2 separate regions of the Sus scrofa genome follow, and region 1 is linked to region 2. Evidence: chromatin contacts called from public HiChIP or PLAC-seq data. All regions are on one chromosome and are shown on one strand. Each heading gives the region's core, a stretch centred on a gene start, on an enhancer-like site or on the middle of the called end of the contact. The rest is flanking DNA. Distances are from core to core; before and after follow the strand shown.

What was found. HiChIP or PLAC-seq counts read pairs in DNA pulled down with a chosen protein or histone mark.
Region 1: a contact with region 2 is called in an H3K27ac HiChIP or PLAC-seq map of alveolar macrophages. The contact joins two enhancer-like sites. A contact is called at or near these places in 9 of 47 Hi-C or Micro-C datasets (embryonic fibroblasts, epiblast stem cells, fetal heart ventricle and 5 more) and 1 of 2 datasets of contacts at active chromatin or transcription factors (alveolar macrophages).

What each region holds. Positions count from the first base shown.
Region 1 is chr13:93,400,752-93,403,504 of Sscrofa11.1, forward strand. No RefSeq gene overlaps it. Among named protein-coding and RNA genes, the nearest start is that of RAP2B, 94 kb to the left of the region's middle. Within about 2 kb of position 1,275, at least 18 of the 83 cell types and tissues checked have an H3K27ac peak or open chromatin away from gene starts, as enhancers often do. A contact at or near this core is called in alveolar macrophages, where this site is marked.
Region 2 is chr13:93,217,752-93,220,536 of Sscrofa11.1, forward strand. No RefSeq gene overlaps it. Among named protein-coding and RNA genes, the nearest start is that of RAP2B, 89 kb to the right of the region's middle. Within about 2 kb of position 1,295, at least 2 of the 83 cell types and tissues checked have an H3K27ac peak or open chromatin away from gene starts, as enhancers often do. A contact at or near this core is called in alveolar macrophages, where this site is marked.

The sequences.
Region 1 (2,753 bases), core at 25-2,524, 180 kb after region 2:
CAATTTAGCTGGTAGAAATAAAGAGAAGTTAGGCTAATAAATTTAGAAAAACTGCCTAGCAGTCAGCTAGACTTTGTGAGAAGGGAGAGACAAAATAATAAACATGCAGAAAAGAATGATTTGCATTCTTTTCACCGTAAGTGTAGCTTAGAGGTAGTGGACTTTTGACCAGCTCTAGTTAAAACGTCAAAACTCTTTGGACATTCTCTATTTTGCTCAGCCAAGAGGATCTCTGCCTACTGGCAACTGCGTTAAATACAAATTATATAAATAAGACTGGGGCAAAGAAGAGAGGATTTCTTGGCACTTCTGACCTGTTGCTTTTGCTGCTGACTTTGGCTAGTATCACTGTTGGGTAAAAAAAAACTTAGGAGCATTTTATCCATATTCTCTTCTGCTCTGGCTTTGATATTTATGAGGAAGTCCTAGAATTCCAAAATCCAGGATTTGGCAAATGTTTAAAGCCACACTCCTTGTGCCTGCTGCTGTGATTGCTGATTTGTGTAGAGATATAACAGAGGTTGGGTCAAAGAAATCAACAAGAAACTGATTGTGGAAGGCCTTGAATGTAAGAGTAAGAATTACCCAAAGAAGTGTAAGTGTGTGCACATACAAGTCTATGTATTGCTTCAGATTGGAAAGGTTATATGCAAGATCATGATTTAATGATAATCACAGAAAAGCATGGATAGATGGACTAGAGAACAATAATCACATGAATTGGCAGGTGCATACCCCACCATCCTTCATCATAAGTTCATGTTCAGAATACTGTGTTGGGGGATTGAGACGGTGTAAAGTCAACAACAGTTTTTCCTGGCATGGTACTGACTGAGGGACATTACCTCTATTATAATAGCACCTGTATATTTAATATAGTATTAAAGTGCTTACCTGTAATAGAATTCAAAGTGACAAAGATGGAAAACTAAAAAGTCAGTACTTTCATTGTCAATATTGTATTTCCAAAAAGTAAGTGACAATAAGAAGTTTAAAATTAAATGGCAGAGAGTTAGTGCTACCAATTCTAGTATTTCTCCATTAGCAGAGCAGATTATTTAATACACATTTATGGCAGTCAATGTAATTTCATCATATCAACTACTGATATTTCATGTTTTGCTTCAGTTTATAGTAAAATCTGAGACTATGTGGAGAACCTGAGGGGAGAGGAAGTTTCACAGATAAGATAGTACAAAAGCCCTCGATCAGTTCTCAGCCTTGCCTGTGTCACTCTCAGATTGTAATCTCTTGGGTTCCTGACTTCCTGCCTCCATATTTGAAAGCTATGAATTAGCAGACTTTCTATTTGAGAAGCAGAGTAAGAGGACAGATGGGTGAACAGAAAGATAGAGGCTCTTAAGTAAGACATAGGATTTGATTTACTAGGAAATTGAAGGGAAGTAAGGTTTCATTTGCAGAATGCTAAGATAACGTCTGCAAAGTCATACTGTAGGCAGCAGGGGACGGCAGAGTGGATGATACAAGAGACAGAAGATAGAATGAGCGTGTGGATAAAGACTTCCAAATTGGGGAACCTAAATGTAATAGGTTGCAAGGTGAGAGAGCGGCAAAGATGTTAATAAGGTAAAAGAGAGGGAGTGTCATGAGATTATAGGAAGATGAAGTGCTAGTGAAATCAACCATTTAGGAGTTGCATCCTGAAAACTGAGTCACTTCAGGGACGACAGGAAAATATCATGTGATGATGACTCCACAGAAGGGTGACTAGCACCAGGAAGTGCAGTGACTTCGTTGTGTTTGGATAGGACTGGTGGTGGGAGAAGTCAGGAGCAGATGGCTGTAATGTGCTAACTTGCTTGGAGATCAGCAAAGAGGGAGAGGAAATAAGTTTTGAACTATAGAGATCAAAGCATTTTTTCTTTTCTTTGCAAAGGAGTTAAGCGAGTTTGAGGTATTTAGTTGTAAAAGATTTATTCAGATATAGACATAATATGGCATGTTTCCTACTCTGAGGAGAAATACGATTAATAGAAAGTAGCAAAATGAGATTATTCTCTTCATTTGAAAATTGAAAGGCTTAATTGTTTTTTTAATTTTTAAATTTTTTTTTTACTAAATTGTAGATGATTTACAATGTTGTGCCAATTTCTGCTATACAGCAAAGTGACTCAGTTATACATACGTATCCCAGAAGATTGGATATATTTCCCTGTAATATACAGTAGGACCTTGTTGTTTATCCATTCTAAATGTAAAGGAAAGGCTTAATTATGCTGTAAATATCAGGTGCTTAATAAGCCAAGAGAAGCACTTTCTCTAACAATTAAAAAGAAAGCATTATTTCCACTATATTTTAAAAGGTTTTAAAGATCTACTGTCGTTATTGACAATAAAATGAATGTGTTCAAAGTAATAGTTTATTGCTCCAAATTTAAATCATCAGCCTATTTCACCCTTAATGTAATTCGGTGTTCTGGTGTTTTAAATTAATAAATCATTTATAAAATTAATGTGCAAATAAACAAATGACACATAACTAAGCTATTTGTTAATGAGTAAAAACACCGAGTTTGTGGAACCTGCATCTTTGAATTATAAGTGTTTACTTTTCTCTTTAATATCTCTCTTTAAGTCAGGTTCATTGTCTCTTGTTATAGATGAATTTGTGAGCAGGATAAGAACTTAGAAGTTAAAAATCTTCATTTAGCGTCACTTCTTAGGAATTATGACACCTAGAAAAGCATAAAGAAACTTTCTATCCTATGAAACACCTTTTGGCTGAAGAAAAC
Region 2 (2,785 bases), core at 45-2,544:
CCCTAACACTGAGCAAAGCCAGGGATTGAACCTGCAACCTCATGGTTCCTAACTGGATTCATTTCCACTGCACCACAACGGGAACTCCTCAAACAGTATTTTTGAATCAAAGTTACACCCTGGTTAAACATTTGACACTTAACTCACTCTCTGAAATAGAATTTCTTTCTTGGGTTGTCTATTATTAATTCTGAATGGCTACATACAAACCCACAGCTTTCATGTTAGTCCCTTTTGAAAGATGTAGTATAAATACTCCCTGTCTTTAAAATAATAATAGCAACAATAGAAACAACAGCCGCCACCATGTCGTATCAGGAAGGAATTGTTCTCTACAGTTCGGTGATTACAGTGTGTGTTTTGTGAGACAGCCCTTGAAAATGGCTCATAATGCTTCCATTTTTCCTTTGGACTGCAATATATTGTTGGTAATAAAATATATGAGTTCTGCCAAACACAAAATTGCAAATTGACACTGCACAGGGATTGCCATCCAATCTGTCACTGTTTATAGTTACCACCATTAGTTTTAGTTTATAACTAAGGCCGAGACTCTCTATGAGGCTTCTGACAGGCTGAATACATATTTGCTAGATAATTACATGAAAGATGAACATCGGTCATGTGGTATTTTTACTGAATGTATATTATTGATAGAAATGACTAAAATTGTATAACATCTGACATAACAAAGGTCTACATAATAGAATCTTTTCAGGCTCCTCTTTTGGAGATTAACTAGTATTTCCTACTAAGAATTCCAGATTATAAAATATTACAAAAAGTAACTTATCCAATACTTTGAAACTTAAGAGTATTTTCCTACCCACTTAATTATTAAATCTCACATTGATACTTTAAGACAGGTATCAATAATCCCATGCCCAGTCAGGAAGAGAGAAAAGCCATGACTTGGATCCATGAACATGGACTCCAAGTGCCAAATTACAATGTGCCTAGGCCAAGGTATTTATTCTCAGTGTTCAAAGTTCAGAAGTATAGATTACCTTAAGGCTCTTCTATAAGTGAAAATCAGTAAAGCTGAGCCTGGAGAGGAAAGCTGACCTGAAACAGACAGACTGCCAGTTATTTCTACAGCAAAAATGGGTTCACTAGAGTTCAGCAAAGAATTGTAATTCAAGGTCTGCAATCATGGCGAGCGACATGCAAGTCCCTGCAAGTCGAGGAAAGGAGAACTCTTTTACAGAGAGAAAAAGGAAGCTGGAAGGGCTGTAATAAACAAAGAGTCCATGGCTTTTCATCAGCTAAGGCCTTGCCAGGAGAGAAGAATCTCTTTTGCCTGTTGGGCTCCACTATTCCCCAAGGGCATGAGCGCTCCCCCTTCTGGTCACTCCACTCCATTTAACTGAGATTCCCATTTACTAATTTTCTACATCAGTTTGTGGTATGCTGGCAGATAGTCTGAATATCAGATTTTTAATTTTTACTTATTACCTAATTTAAAAGGAAGAAAAAGAGGGAGAGGGTTGGAGAGAGGGGAGAAAGACAGAGGGAGAAAGAAAGGAAGGAAGGAAGAAGAAAGAAAGAAAGAAAGAAAGAAAGAAAAATAGAGAAAGAAAGAGTTCTTTATTGCCAGTATAATGTAAAATTGTTCTAAGCACTGGGCATTCCACATCCTAAAGGGCATGATCTTCTTTTCAAGACTTGTTGTGGGTTCTCAGTATGATTTCTAACCCTTCCCTGACTCTAAACTCTCTATGCTCCAGTTTTCCCATCTATAAAACTATATATGCACATATACACATAATATATGTTAATATTATTATACAAGAACTGAGGCGAGTCATGTAAAAGGGGCCTCTTTTCCTTTAGTTTCCCTTTTTGACATGTGCATTTTAAGACTATCTAAACTGAAATGCATCTGTGCATTTTTTTTAGTTAACAGGGAACTAAATACAGAATTATACTGAATTAGGAAAAAAAGATTTTGATACTACTCTGCCCAGGACCACTGTCCTCCTGCTGCATGTCTCCCAGGCCAACAAGAGTTCTCTACATTGGGGGCCAGATACACTAGGAAGTAACTCTTTCCCAGATTTTCTGCTGTAAATATGACCTACAAGCATCTGTGAATTAAAAATTATTATTCTAAGAACCAAAGAATAGTTTCTGTTTTTATAATAGGTAAATCAAATTTCACTAAGTTATTACATATCAGAAACTTAGCTAGGTTGGATGTTTTCAAAGTATGGTGATTAAGAGATTATGTATTTTATTATCTGAATTTCTTGGGTAAATGATAGTAGCTTTGGCTAAAGCAACAATATCCATTATCATGAAAACTTTTCTAGTACTAATCTGTTTAACCTTAGTTGATCTGTTTGTATTGACTTTAGCATTCTGTAGTTAATTTAACCTGAAAACATAATAAAATTTGCATCTACAAAAATAACAATTTAACATTTTGAGGGCTTGCTAAGGGCTAGGCACTGTCCTAGGCCATGCATATGAGTTAACTCACTTATCCTTACAACCATCCTGTTATTCCTTCTTACAGGTGATTAAATTGAGGTTCAGCGCAATCAAGTTACCTTTATATTTGTGAGTTTCTGGAATCAATTCAGTATTAAAAATATAAAGCTCTTACCTCAGGATATTTTTGTCAAGAAAGTAGTTATCATTTGAATTCTTAACCAAAAATAAAGATAAAATTTTGTTCACAAATTTACAAAGTCATAGCAGTCGATCAATCCTTTTAGAGCCTCTCTTATTACTCAGTTTACGTAACTGTGTTTAAATATGTAGATAATCAAATATGCAGAGG